Linked DNA regions of Mus musculus: region 2 is linked to region 1. Evidence: chromatin contacts called from public Hi-C data. All regions are on one chromosome and are shown on one strand. Each heading gives the region's core, a stretch centred on a gene start, on an enhancer-like site or on the middle of the called end of the contact. The rest is flanking DNA. Distances are from core to core; before and after follow the strand shown.

Region 1 (7,653 bases), core at 3,148-5,647:
CACAATAAACTGCGAACTACAGAAGGTTGGTTCCAAATACAGGAAAAAAGTCTGAAAAAGTGACAACTTTCCTTTCCTCCTTGTTCCCTTGCTCTCCCCAGCTCCTCGCTGTCTGTTCCCCCTGTAATTCCTGGGACTGCATGTCATTCATTCTGACCCAGGCAAAGTCTATTCTTCAAATATACAGTCTACTGGAAAGTCTACTGTACAGTCTACTGTACAGTCTACTGTAAAGCGCCCTAACAGTCTTGGGTCACAGCCCCTGCCCGCTGTGCTGCAGGAGAATGACCCTTTCATAGCACTTGCGTAAACTATGACTTAGGCTATGTATCGCCTCCAGGGTTGGAAAGATCTTTGTACTTGTAATCCTTGCCACATGAACCCTACACTAAGAAAACAGCTGATAAGTATTTGTAGAATCAAGTTGAACTTATTATTAATGAGAAGTTAAAAAAAGAGGCAATCTGAAAAAATGACAAATTTTATGAAGCATTTTTGAATATGCCTTAATCAGAACAAACACCATATATTTAGATGATGTAACATGGATCATATTAACTAGATGGGAAGTGGTACATATACAGGCTCATTAAATCCTCTGGAATCTTCTGCTGTCGGGGCTGACAAGTTCTAAGAACTTCATTGAAAACAGTTACTTTTAAACTTCTTTTATTCCCTAACCCCCCAAATTAAGTACTGAGCCCAAGGCCTAACAGTTGTTATCACTGAGCTAAATCCCCAATCCTACTCTTACATTCTTAAAAAACCAACAAACAGCTGTAATAGACTACCTACTGTCAGCTATTCTTTACGACTAGAAAACAGAAAAACAAAAATCTACAAATCAATAGACACTAGTAAACAAAACGTCAAATTAATGTACTTGCAAACTAAAATATTAACAATAACAAACTAGAGAAAGAGAGGAAGGGAGGGAGGGAGGGAGAGAAGAAGGAAGGAAGGAAGGAAGGGAGGGAGGGAGGGAGGGAGGGAGGGAGGGAGGGAGGGAGGGAAGAAGGGAGGGAGGGAGGGAGGGAGGGAGGGAGGGAAGAAGGAAGGAAGGAAGGATTGGTCTGGCGGTGAAACCCAGAGGTAGAAAGAGCCCTTCTTTAGCATGTGCAAGGCCCTAAGTCCCATCTCTATCTCAGTCAAAAGAAACAGACAAAGAAAGAATGGTCACTTTCAATAAATAAAAGAAATAATTGATGTAAAAAGTTTCTCTGGGATTTTAGGTTATGATCAAGTTCCACACATGTACTGCAGACACCCAGAAGTGGGGACAATACTTACCCTGACTAACACGGATGAATCTGTACTTTATTCATTTTTCTCATTGAAAAGAACAAAAACAAACAAACAAACAAACAAAACAAAAAAACAAAGCCATTGGTCAAGATACATGTGCCACTGCTGTGTGGAGCTGTAAGCTTGATAAGCACTGGCTTTGCTTGAACAACCCCCAGGCTATGAAGAAGACGCATGGCCATACCAAAACCCTGTATATGAAATTAACAAATACAATTATCTTTAATAAAATAAAAAGAGCTAACATAATTATATTAAGCTATGAAAATGGAATCTCTGTTCTCTTAAGAAATGAAAACTACTTTCCTATTAAAATCAGTGCCCAAGGCTTCGAGTTCTGAGTGACTGAAGGCAAAGGGCTTTGGCTCAGCTCTTGCTGACGGAAAGAAAGAAACATTCGATTTTGTCCAACATCTATAGAAGCAGTCCCTGTACCTGCTCGGTGAATGCAAAGCCCTCCCTCTGCTTCACACCCAGCATCACAAACGGGGTAAAGTGAGTTAGTCCTGGGGCTAGGAGATGGCTCAGTGTGCTAAGTGCTTGCTGCACCAACACAAGGAAATGGACTTGACCCACATAAATGCAGAGCAGGCCGGTGTCACTCGCAGGACGGGGGATCTCGGGGAGCTCTCCGGCAGTTTAGCCGAGATGGCAAGTTCCTGGTTCACACACACACACACACACACACACACACACACACACACACACGTCATGCATACACCGCGCGCACGCACACACACACATACACAGTAAGTTCATTTCTATTTGTTATTTATATTACTTACTAAATTATGAAATGGCATGACTTCAAGAACAATGTTCAAAATTAAAGATAAAATTCATTTTCTAAATATTACTTCTAAGTAGTTTTAGTGATTACTTAATAAATAATTACTAGTTTAAAAAAAAAAGTAACTCCAGAAGTTTTACAGCTCTCACTATATTAACCTTAGAAAATACACAATCAAATTTGGTTCTTCTTTTCTTTAAGACAGATGTCCCAGCACAGGCTGGGCTCGATCCCTTGGCAATTCTACTGCCTCATCCCTGAGTGCTAGGATTACAGGCAGGAACGACTGCACACTCCACTCTATAATGGCCCCACCCCCCTCCCTTTAAGAAACAGGGTTTCATTATGAAGCTGTGGTTGGCCTGGAACTTGCTATGTAGACCAGGCTGGCATCAAATGCAGAGATCTGCCTGTTTCTGTTTCCTGAGTGTTGGGATTAAGTTGTGCCAGTATGCCTGGCTTAAAACCAGGTTCTTAATTGATCAAAATTCCTTACTAGCATGAAGCAATCGAGTCCTTCTGACACGGATACAGACCTTTCAGCTGAAGCATGCCTCTTGTTCCAGGTAAGTGTAACTCTCAACATAAAAGACTTTTCATTAGAAGTTATTGGTTTCAGAAAACAAAATGTTATAAACTATATACACGACAGAAATTTAAATATCAAAGCACTCTAAAACAAAGTATGCTTTTGTATAACAACAACAACAACAACAACAAAACCCCGCCATTTACTTTTTACAAGACTGCCACAGACACATGAAGTTCTGCCCAGGTTTTCTCACTGGATCTGCATGCTGACTGGACGCACTGACTGGAGAAGGCTGAGAACTGCTAGGCTGGCCCTGCACTTGTACAGCTGGTGAAGGTGGCATAGGAGTGTTCTGTGGAAAAGCACAAATAGAGGTTGTGACATGACACCAGAAAACAGCATTCTATACTCTATAAGGACATTAGTGACAGGTACACAATTCTAACATAAAACTTTTGTACAGTTTGTAATTTCAAGTTAATGATTACATTTAAAAAGATGATTTTTATTAAAAGGTTAGGAAGTATGCTCCTTTTAAAATATGTAACCACAGAAGCAATATTATTCATTGTGTTATCTCTTGACATCTGTGACATCTTGGCTTCTGTGACTTCCCATGGATATCAAGATCTGTTTGCATTTATATAGATGGCAAAATCCCTATGTCTCAGTGTGCATGTCTCCCTGTATACTAGGTCATTTCTCGATTCCACACCACCATTCAAATATCGCAAATGCACAGAAGTACAAAGAGCTGCTGCACCGCGTTCTCCAATTCATGGTCAGTAAAGAATTGTTTTCTGCTATTTTTGATTCAAGTTATAAATTCATGGACATGGAAGCGGTAGACATGGACAACAGACTGTATTATTCAAATTAAGAATTGTAGTAAGAAGCAACTCAATTATAGCCTGAAATGAAAACAAAGCCTTACGATTTACTTGCCCTGTCGAGAACAGATCAGCTGCAAATTATTGCTTAGAATAATTCTTTTCCCCTCAGATTTCATCAGTGACACAACATGAATCACAGCAAACCTCAGGTCAGAGTTAGTAATGATGACACAACCATGTAAGGAGAATATCAAAAATAGTAAATAATTCAGAGTAAAGTGTCTACCAACTTAATCTTGGAGGATATTCAGTTTATAGTTTGCCTTAAGGATCCGAGCCAGAACCTTCCCGATGCTAGGCAAGGCCCTGCTGTGCTGCTCAAGCTGGCCTTCAACTGCCAGGTAGCCCAGGACAGCTTGGAACGCAATCCTCCTGGCAGCACCTCTCAGATGCGCGATCACAGGCACATGCCACCGTGCCTGGCTGGCAGTTACAGCTGTGACGGTAACACTAGCACAAAGTAGACACACAGTCTTTTAAATATAACCTCTGTTATGTCCTATATCATATGCCTTTTACTTAAAAAAAACACTAATAGAGTATCTTTTAAAATGTTTAGGTCAGCCATTTTCTTGAGATACCTGAAAAGAAAACAAGTTAAATTTCTTATGGAAGTCAAGAGCTGTTTAGCAGGTTGGTAAGACAGCGACTGCGTTTGTCCACTCACTGGTGACGTCAGCACAGGCAGCAAGGACTGAAAGTGCTGGGTCCCCAAGAGTAAAACCACAGCTCTTTTTCTAAGCCAAACCAAAACCATACAGGGCTATATAATGGTGCAGACGGATAAAACATAAACAGAAGTGAGAAGTCTGGAGTTGAGTCCTGTGGCTGAGGCTGAGGCTTAGTTGGCAAAGTGCCTGGCTGGCATACACAGCCCCGGAGCTGACTTCACACAGGAAGCCAGGAGTGGTAGTGTGCTACCCTGGAAGGCTGGGGCTCTAACCCAGGCTCTTGCCCATGCTAGCAAGTACTGTACCACTGGGATTTACAGGCCTTTAACCCTAGCACTTGGGAGTAGAGGCAGCTGATCAGAAATTCAAAGTCATCTTCTGCTGAGCTGGAGGCCAGTATGGGATACGGGAAAACTTGCCCTTAAAGACAGGAAAGAGAAAGAAAACCAGCAGAAATGTTGTGTTCTAAGCTCGGGGAGCCTACTCTGGAATGTTGTGTTCTAAGCTCGGGGAGCCTACTCTGGAATGTTGTGTTCTAAGCTCGGGGAGCCTACTCTGGAGCTGAAGTTGCTTCTGTGATGAGTTCTCACCTCTGAAACGTGAGAGTGAGAGCTAGAGTGACGCAGGTGTCACCAAAAGAGACTTTCCAGCTCAACACATCAGGACAGGACACAACTCTTCAGTCTGCTTTTTAAACAAAAGTTCATCAATTGTGTGTGCGTGTGCGCGTGCGTGTGTGTGTGTGTGTGGGGGGGTGTGTCCGTGCGTGTGTGCGCGCGTGCGTGCATGTGCGCGCGCGTGCGTGAATGTGCGCGTGCGTGTGTGTGCGTGTAAGGCAGAGGACAACTTTGGGGAGTCAGCTCTCTTTTACCACCATGGGTTTCAGAAATGGTTTTATGTTCTGAGCCACCTTGCCAGCCCTGAATCGTCAGTGTGCCCTTCTTCAACAGGCCGTGTGACCTGGGCAGCCTCATTACTTTCCTTGAACCTTGGTTTTTTCCTTTTGTGAGTATAGGAGATACAGTGTGATGAAATGAAACCATACACGAGGCACCTAGAATCTCATTCCAATATACATGTTACTATTGCCATTATAATAGAGAAATCCAGAAGAAAAACACAGGTTTCGAGTTCAGAGGTAAGATGAACCTACTACACATGTGTTTCTCAACAGGTTACAACACATGGTCAAATCACTTCCTTAAAACAAGAGCTCTGAATAGAAAATTGTGAATTCAGTAACTGAGAAGAGAACCTTGCCAAGTATAAATCTCAAGAGTGAGAAATTACATCATACTAACATTTTAATTAAAGGAAGCACCCTAGTTTTCCTGATGTGGACACTACTGCCATTTAAATTGTGAGCTTTACTGACTGTCCAGTGTGTGTATAAAGGTGTGTTTGACTTTCACAAATGCCAAGATTTTTATCTTTTTGATGATTCTGAAAGTCTTACTAGGTCACCAAGAACTGAGAAACAATGCATCATGTGACAATTTAACCCCAAATATTAATAAGGGATATGGAAAGGATGACTGACGTTAACCTAAGCTGTGAATTAAGAATGAATAAAAAACATACTGATGCAATGTGAACATTTTAGGGTCCTAATTCAAACAAACTTAAATCAAAACACACTCTCTCTAAAAAGAAGCCCGCGGAACCTGGACTGTGAGCCGGTTAGGGAGCAGAAGCACTGCACACTGCCAAGCACGACCTGGTACTAAGAGTTTCATGCAGCCATTTAAAAGAAGTAAAAAGAAATGTAGTAAAATGAAATGTTTGCTGTCAAGGGAGGAACAGAGGAATCCTAAACCACAAAACAGGACTAGGATCTGAAGGCAGCTGGCTCTGGCTTTGCAGAAATATACATATATATCTTTAAATACTAAGTAAATTAATGTTTTAAGAATTAGATCTTAGGGGGTGGTGGAGTGATGTTCTTCCAGAAGACCAGGGTTCAACCTTGAGCGCCCAACTCCAGTCCCAGGAGATCCAATGCCCTTTTATGGCTTCCACGGGAATCAGGCAGGATCCAGGTACATAGACATACATGCAGGCAAAACACCCATACTCACAAAGTAGATAATAGTAATATTAATACTAAAAGGGCTATTGCACAAGAATGCAGACCTGGTTTCCTCTCATTTCCAGTAAACATGAAAGACCAGCCAGCCGCAGCCAGCCCTCAGACACGTATGTGAGAAGCTTCAGTAAATATTTGACGTGGTCAGCTCTTGAGGAATATTATGTTATCATTCAGTACTGAGACAAAATAGGGGCTTTTTTTCGGGGGGGAAGGGTAGTTTCAAGACAGGGTTTCTCTGTGTAGCCCTGGCTGTCCTGGAGCTCACTCTGTAGACCAGGCTGACCTCAGAACTCAGAAATCCGCCTGCATCTGCCTCCCAAGTGCCGGGATTAAAGGTGTGTGCCACCACCGCCCGGCGGGGCTTTTTCAAATTATGCTTTTTAAAATCAATGTGGGAAAAGCTTAGCTTGAACAACCAAGTAGCAAAATTAATACAACACAGAGAATGTAAAAAAATATTGTAATTTGCTTCATAAAATAAAATTAACAAAAATGTCCATGAATATGGCAGTTTTCTTTCTAGAAATAATACCCTTCACTTTATTAAACTATAATTTTGCTTCCTTTATTGTCTGCTCAAGAGAAAATTATGGCTATCAATTGTCGAAGCCATTGATAATACTTTGATATGACATTCTTAAATCCCTCCCAAATATTAGTATTAACCTTTGAGTAAGGCTAACATTGAAACAGGGTGGGCAGGAACTGAACACTGTGACAACTGGACTCTAGTGACTGCTGAAGCACACACACACACACACACACACAAATGCACACACACATGTGCACACACATACAGGACACGCACATGCGTGTGCATGACATATGTGTATATATAAGATATATAAAAAATGTATTTTGTGTTTCTATTTGGTTCCTCAGGATATCTCATACGTTCTTAAAATATTTCAAAATTAAAGAAGAGAAAATATGAAATCTGTAAATGTTTGGTCTGAAGCACCTTATATAGGGGTTTCAGCGTCTATCAAGCTTTTTACTCTTATTAAATGTACGTATGTACAATAGGTTCACGTGGGCTTGTTTGCTTTGCTTCTAACAGACATTAACGCATGGAGAATGCAGAGGGTAGGCCATCTGGAAATAATGCTCTATGAGCTGCATTTGGAACTTGCAAATATTACAGATTTTAAAAGAACAGCTATAAATAACAGAACTCTGAAGCAGGTACAAGTTTAAAAATTCTCTTTACATTTGCTGTTAAACATCATATATAAATAATCAAAAATAAATTAAAAATGCTATTAAAAACACTCTATCTTGGACCCTGCAGACTACCACTCAAATAGTGAACAAAATGGCATTAAACCAAGGCCTCTAAATGCAACCAGAACTGTGGACGGAGCTAAAGAACC
Region 2 (7,653 bases), core at 3,797-6,296, 83 kb before region 1:
CAGGAGTGATAATCGTGACCAGAATGTGTTCTACACATGCATCAAAATGTTTAATAAATTAAAAAATAACACACAAACAGGCCAACTATCATCTCTCTTGCTCCTGTGAGACTGTAGACCAGGTGTAGTGTCTGCAGTCGCAGATACCGTGACTAGGAGTGACTTAAGTCACTGTCAGGCTCCCTTAGGTAAATATTTTTATAAACTTATGGAAAGAAAGGACTTTGAGACATGACTTGGTATTATTTCCGTTACATTTCTTTCCCAGATTCGCAGAAAAATGAAACTCTGGATCACGGGACTTGTCTGAGTGGGGCCAAACAGCCCAGGCATCTTCTGCCGTAACAGGATGCTATCCTTAAACTCCTTCCCTCGGAGTTCAGTTTTTATGTGTTACAATGTCTCAATCCTCAGATCCTGCACAAGTGCTGTCTTGTCTCTAAACAGTGGAGGCCGGGCAGACTGCATGTAGACATTTTCGTGGAAGGGGATTTCATTCAGGACGTTTTGTCCTGGAAGAGGTTTATCTGAGGGCTATTCTGAGAATGAAGTAGCTGGAGGATGCAAAGCCTTGGAAATCTTATCATTAACTGGACACAGAGGTGGACTTCTCCGGCACATGGTCACGTGACCTGTCTGCCACGCCCTGAGGTGGAAGCACAGTTAACTTAATTACGGCATCCAGAGCCACAGTTGGGTAGCCGTGAAATCTGATGGGCAGAAGCTTCCGTTAGGCAGCCGTGGAGAACACTGGCCTGCTGAGATGGAATTCTGGGAAGGACCCAGCGCTTCAAGGGACACATTAGGGTGGATGGGAGGCAATGTTTAACATGGACTGCAATGACGAACTGCCTCTCTAGGTGAGTGACTATGCAAACTTGGCAAATGGACTGGATGACCAAGGTAGTTTTGTGGAGGCGTCATCAAATCTCTCTTGCATTATCTAGAGCATCTATATCTCCTGGAGTGTGGAAAAGATGATTAAAATTTGTCTAGTTGAGAAAGAAATCAATGACCAATGCTGAAAAACTTTGCCTCTGAGGACAGAAGTATCTGCCTGCAGCCAAGATTTCCTTCCCACACCAAACTCGCTGTCTGTAGTTCAGTAGTCTGTCACTACCAGTGGAGCATTGGTTGTTACATCCTCAGGGTAACCAAGACATTTGACGTAGCAAACTGGCCTTGCTCGCCTTTGAAGGTGTCTCTGCCCTGCTGTTTGACAACTGTTAGCGATAAACCCAGTTATAGCCAGCCTCTGCCAGAGGGTGTGACATCAAGGAGAGTACAGCTTTTTGTGGGAAGCCACATGTGCCGTTGCAGAGTGGCACTGACTACTGCTGGCCACCACGCATAAGTTTGGACAAACAACCAATGTGTACATATGCAGTAAAGTTTTTTGCAAAGACACTGCCTGGCCCGGGCATGATAATGAGGCTTTGAGAGTATAACCAATCAGATGTGAGACATGCAAATGAGGTATGATAATGAGGCTCTGTGAGGTACAGAGAGAGAGAGTAGCTAATCAGATGAGGAACATGCAAATGAGGCATAGTGCATAACCAATCCGGGTGTGAGACAAGCCTCTCCTAGGCCTATATAAACAGCATCAGTTCTGGGCTCGGGGTCTTTTCGCCTCTGCAATCAAGCTCTCCCAATAAACGTGTGCAGAAGGATCCTGTTGCAGCGTCGTTCTTGCTGGTCAAGTCTGGCGCGCGCAAGAGCTTTTCTCGAAGGTGATGGACCTTGGACAGGTGGTAACATGGGTAAAATGATACGGGCTTGATCACGTCAGCAGTGGTCGGCCACAGTATTTGTTCGGTGAGAACAGCTGATGCCAAGATTGAACAGCACTGAATTTGGTGCTAGGGCTGCGGGGTTCTGGTGTCACCCACGCGGATGGCAATTTACCACGTGATTCAAAGTTCACAGCTAGGGTATTATTGCAGAGTGTACAATCATTTATGTGTACTTCCCAGTGGCTGGGGCTGGAGCTAGGAGGGCTTGCTTTATTGACTTACAATGCAGAATGCTAACCCCTGTGCACACCAATGCGGGCACACCACTGACTCTGTCTGTATTTGGTTACGCTGATTAGTGTTAAGAGACTGTATCTGGAGGTTCATCTTTCTTGAGTGGAATATTGGTTTTAATAAAGCTATATTATTTTGTGAAAGTTCCTGTAACTTTTCCTTATAGCATTTAGTTTCCATTCGTTATATGGACATTGCATATTTGACCACATTTTGTCCATGAGTCTTAACTGCATACCTTTTGAATTTGTAAATTTTTATTGACATAAACACACTATACAGATTAAATTGAAAACCTCCTGTTATATAAAAATCGAAGATAAAACACGGGGTTATTTGTTTAAAACTGCCAAGGGGTTAAGTAACCCAAGGTCTTTATTCCATGATTTCTTTTTTCTTCTTCTCTTAATGTGAATTTTGTTTTGTGTTACATTCATAAAAGACAGATTATAGCAATTATTTCTGATGAACCCATAAAAATGTATACATTGACCGATCACCTTTCATTTTCAAAGCTGCTGCTATGGGTTTGTTTGTTTGTTTTTGGTTTTTCAATGCTATGGGTTTCTATCACACTGTGAAAGGATGGTTGCCCGAGAAACTGCAACACAATTGAGAATTTCAATGAAGGTATTTTTATGTGCACCATTTGTAGATCTTAGCAAATCTCTTTTGGGGGGGAGGGGGAGGGAGACTGGAGAGATAGTTCAGGTCAGTTATTAGCATTTCTCTTCCAGATGAGCTAGGTTTGAGTATCAGCAACAACAACCTGGTTCATAACTCCACCTGGAAGTCCAGCCCCAGACACCTTGTCTTCCTCTTCTGGCCTCCATGGGCACTGCAAGAATGTGGTGCAGACATACATGTAAGCAAAATACCCATATACATAAAAAATAAACTAAAATGCTCTCTGTATGTACATGTTTGTTCATGGGGTACTTCTCTGTTGTGGTGTACTCGTGAAAGTGTGTGTCCCACAGTGCACAAGTGGGGTCAGAGGACAACCTTGGGTATCAATTCTTGCCTTCTACACTCTACAGGTAGGGTCTGTTGTCTCTGACAGCAGGCTAGCTTCAGAGGTCTCTCCTGTTGTCTCTCCGTGAAAGCCCTGGAATTACGGATGCCTGCTATGGTGCCCAACTTTCTGTGGGTTCTGGGGAGTCAACCTCAGGTCCTCATGCTTGTGTGGTAAGCACTTAATGAGCCACCTCCCTAGCCCTCACTTGTTTATGATTATAAATGAGTCTAAAGTATTAACAGGTATGCCATCGACATTATCCATCTGTTTTATATTTACCCTCTCTGATAAATTTAAAAAAAAAAAAAGGAAACAAAACACATTCTTATCATGCAAACACAGTAAAGAGGAGAACACCATATATAGAAATAGGCAGGGTCTCTCTCTTGGGGAACAAGAAACAGCCTATATTACAATGCACCTTCGTTTCTGTTAGGTAAGTATTGTGTGTGTGGAGGGGGAGGTGGATGGGGGCGGGAGGTGGTCAAAGGGCAGTTAGGCAGGAGGAGCCTTTTCTCGTGCTCTGTTACCCAGCACGATGGCTACAGAGTGAATTTTAAATGTTGCGAACACAAAAGGTAGAGCAATAAATTTGAAGTAGGAGATGTGGAGTTTGAGGATCGGTCTGCACAGTGAGACTCTGCATTAAAAACAAAATAAAATACATACAAAAGAATATCACATCTTCACCGGGAATTGCTCTTACTGATAAAATTCTCTAGGGTGAATTCTGGACCCCGAGTGTACACAGGAAAGCTAAACTTTATCTCTGCAGGATGGTTAACAGTGCCTTTGACTTGATTCTGTCACACAACAGTTTCAACAGGTTTTTAGGTTTTCTTAATCACCAGCTTCATTCGTCGTCATTACAAGAGAAAGGTCCCTCAGAAAGTCTTGTTTCATCAGAACAAAGTATTTTAACACCTCTAAATCACTGCGAAATACTTGCACACAGGAACACCACATTTCCAAACCTATGAAGATAGCTCACTGACACTGGGAGAGACAAGGCTGCCATTCATTGCATTCCTAAGCGGTTATTTACCCAGTCCCTTGCTGGTGCTCGGCTCTGTGAAGAGCTTAACGAGACATCATCCCAAACTTCGGTGTGACGTGACGGGCACTGAACAGCCAAGTAGCACAGGATGAAGATGCCAGGGAAGCGACAGGATCAGAGAGGAGGGCAGGGGACGCTGCTGGGCTGGAGGTAGGGAGGGAACAGCCTGGGTTGGGGTGGCCAGGCGACAGCGTGGATTGCAAGAGGACAACTAGGAAAAGCTAGAGCGTGGAGCAGGGGGTGAAAAAGCCAGCGCCTGACGAAAAGCCTGTAAAGACACCTCCGAGGTGAAACAAAAGATCCGAGGGCGCTGCAGGGCAGGAGGACATCGCAGAGTGACTGAAAGTGGAAGCACTTAAAGCCAGCCAGGCTCGGCTAGCCTCGGGGACGCGGGCTTAGGGCGTGGGAGTGTGTCCCGGGCTGGCAGGCCGCCGCGCACGTGCAGCGGGCGGAGTACTTCATCCGTGCCAACTACGCACGAGTTCTTCTCGGGACTGCAGTCTCTCCAAAACATCTTTATTGTCGCCCACGGAGCCTGCCAGGAAAGGCCACGACCAGAGAGAGCGCGGCCAGGGCGCAGGGGCGGGGGTGGGGATGAGGGGGAAAGGGGTGGAGCGAGGACTGAGCACGGCGCGTGCGCGTAGCGCTCCGAGCGGCAAGAGGGCGGGGCAAGAAGAATGTTTCCCAGAAGCCCCGGCCACTCGCAGACGCCGGAGCTCCCGCTCTCCAGCCGGGCGGCGTGCCCCGCCCACCACGTCCGTCCGTCCGTCGCGGCTCGCGGGCGCCCCCTGGAGGTCCGGGGGAGTACGGCAGCGCCCGCGAGCAGGTAGCGTGCGGCGGGTCCAGCCGCCCGCCCGCCCGCCCGCCCGCGTCGTCACCACAGTGCGCCGACCTGTGGCGGCGCGGCTGAGCCCCGCGGAAGGAGGGAGGGAGAAAGGGAGGGAGCCGCCAGACACGGCGGGGGAGGGGAGCGGCGGTGGCGCAAGCGGCGCGGAGCTAGCGCCGCCTGCCCGGGTCTCCTGCTGCGTGGCTGCCTGCGTGCTCCCGACCCGGCCGTCCGAGCCAGCCCGCGGGCCGCGCGCGCTTCCGAGCGGCCGGAGGAGTCCATGGTGCAGAACTTAGCGGCGGACTGACGGAGACCGGGCCTCCTGCGCCGGCGCGGCCGCGGGACCTCGGCCTCAGGTAAACACGGCGGGCCGGAGAGAGCGGACGAGGCGCCCCGGGGCGCAGCGCAGCGCGGCGCGGCGGGGGCGCGGGCCGGGCGGGCGGGCAAAGTTTGGGGCTCGCGCGCGGCTCGGGCGGTGTCTTTCGCTGCGAGCAAAGTTGGGAGCCGCGGCCCCGGGCGGCGCGGGGCGGAGGTCCAGTTTGGGCGCGCGCGGGGCCTAGGAGCAGAGCGGGGCGGCGCGGGCTGCGGGGCCTCGGCCGAGGCAGGAAGGGGCTCCAGGCCCGGCCCGCAGCTCCCCCACCCGCAGTGGGAACGTGTCGGCCGTGCTTCCGGGCGCTCCCAGGCTGGCCCGCTTTCCCGTGGAGTTCGCGTTCGTCCCCGAGCCTCCGGGTCCCGCTTGTGAAACCAAACTTCACTAGGCTGTGACCTCCCCGGCGCCTGAACGAGGAAGCGCTGGCCGGCGCCTGGCCTCGGCCTCTCCCTCCCTCCCTCGGCGGCCGCCTCCCCACCCCCGCCGTCGTTTTTAAAACCCGCTGCCCGGGCTGCCCGCGGTCCAACCGGCCGGGAGATCGAAACTCAGCCCCGCTCAACCCCGCCTTAGAGCCGGGGACTGAGTACCGATTAGAAGATTGGCCAATGCACGCTCGTCTTCCGCACGGATCTCGAAGAATTTAATTTAAAAGACACCTGGTTGCAATTGAGGGCAACAGTCCCAGATTGAAATGGTGACCTACACTCCCCATGCGTTGATCTGTACAGTATCGTATTCCGGTAGTCCGGCTAATCATCTGCGTGTGTGAGGTAGTAAACAATACAGAATGCAAGTTTTACATGCTGATCGTACTACGTAAAACCGCGGCTGCTTCTCATTCATTTTGGATTACATTTTGGCTACCATCCTTATATACTAGCAGCGAACTAACGAAAACTGACGAGAAAGTTTTTTAGTATGCCTTGACTAAGATATGGTAGTATTCAAATTTCCCCCAGTTTGGGCAGTTTTCTCTGAATTTTGGGGAAAGTATATCAATAAGTACGTTTTTTTTCATTTTTCAAGGAAAAGATAACTCATGTATGATTTATTTGCCGCAGCCCCACAACAGTGAAGGCAATAGATTCTTAGCCCTTTCATTTAACCGGTATTTTTAATAAAATTTTATTGGGTAATTCTGTCTCTCCACACCATGTTTCCACCCCCACCTCCCCCTCTGCTTTGGCACTTGGCTTAACCATTTTATTATTATTTAAAACAGAAGGAAAAAGTAGTTTTCTTGTTGTTATTGTTGGTTTATTTTTTATTTTTTGCCCAAATAGACAAAAAAGAAAAATTGAAAATATCTTTAGATATGAATTAATTTGCGTTTTGTTTATGCAGTCATTTTTTTCTTCTTCTTCTTCTTCATTGTTTATCAAGACAGGGTTTCTCTGTGTAGCCCTATCCATCCTGGATCCGCTCTGTAGATCAGGCTGGCCTCAGACTCAGAAATCCGCCTGCCTCTGCCTCTAGAGTGTTGGGATTAAAGGTGTGTGCCACCATTGCCCCTCTTGTGGTCAGAGTTTCAAAGATTAGCAGTTCCTACTGTAGCTTCACTTTAGCTAATAGTTTTTTCTTTGCCCTTCTGTAAATATACTGCAAAGGCAGCCTTCAACATGACAAAGGAGAAAAATACAAAAGAAAGTGTAAATTACTTAATTTTTAAGAGAAAACTTTTAAGAGTTTTCTTCCTGGAAGTCCCTCACGTGGTTCTGGGCCTTCTATTGGGTATTCCCAATTTTCCCATCTTCCTGGAGCACGGATAGTTTACGAGCGGTTTTCATGAAAACTTACCTAACCTGCTGTCATCCCTGACATATACCTTTAGTAATGAAGTATAATGGTAACTACCCATCAGCCTGCACATTTTAGGTACTTTAATGCAAGATAGTTGTAAACCACCATTCTAAGAGGGCAGTGTGCCTCAAAGTAACACAAGCTAGTTATAAAATAATGTGCACTGTGCTTCCCAGCTTCTGCTCTTGTCTTTTAGGGATGTAAGTGGTGTTTTGTCTTACCTTGTCTACTGAAAAACAGATGAGGTGTAGAACAGGCTGGCCTCGAACTCAGAAGTCCACCTGCCTCTGCCTCCCAAGTTCTGGAATCAAAGGTGTGCACCACCGCTGCCAGGCCAGATGAGTTTTATACATCAGATAGCTCATGGTGGCCTTGAACTTGTGATCCTCCTGCCTCTGTCTCGCAAGTGCTGGGAATTACAGTTGTACTAGCTTTAAAACCCAGGTCATTTGTTTTTTAAACATTTACCTTGTTTATTTACTTATATTTATCCTTGGAGGCCAGAAAAAGGTGTGTGATCTCCTGGAGCTAGAGTAGCCGACAGTTGTGAAC

Evidence for each region. Hi-C and Micro-C count contacts between places; a contact is called where the count stands out from the background.
Region 2: a contact with region 1 is called in a Hi-C map of liver, with 3 times the contacts expected there. The contact joins the promoter of Scaf11 here to the enhancer-like site in region 1. A contact is called at or near these places in 2 of 39 promoter capture datasets (liver and stem cell-derived epiblast-like cells), 1 of 484 Hi-C or Micro-C datasets (liver), 2 of 115 datasets of contacts at active chromatin or transcription factors (effector CD8 T cells and embryonic stem cells) and 2 of 9 other capture datasets (embryonic stem cells and liver).

The regions. Positions count from the first base shown.
Region 1 is chr15:96,374,140-96,381,792 of GRCm38.p6, reverse strand. Arid2 (AT rich interactive domain 2 (ARID, RFX-like)) reads right to left here. Exons shown (of 21, transcript NM_175251.4): 16 at 2,831-2,979. Among named protein-coding and RNA genes, the nearest start is that of Gm41408, 74 kb to the left of the region's middle. Within about 2 kb of position 4,397, at least 117 of the 459 cell types and tissues checked have an H3K27ac peak or open chromatin away from gene starts, as enhancers often do. A contact at or near this core is called in liver, where this site is marked.
Region 2 is chr15:96,458,236-96,465,888 of GRCm38.p6, reverse strand. It overlaps Scaf11 (SR-related CTD-associated factor 11), which reads left to right and starts at 5,046. Exons shown (of 15, transcript NM_028148.2): 1 at 5,046-5,287. It overlaps Gm41408, which reads right to left. Exons shown (of 2, transcript XM_030248866.1): 2 at 2,643-5,845. The coding sequence ends at 4,980.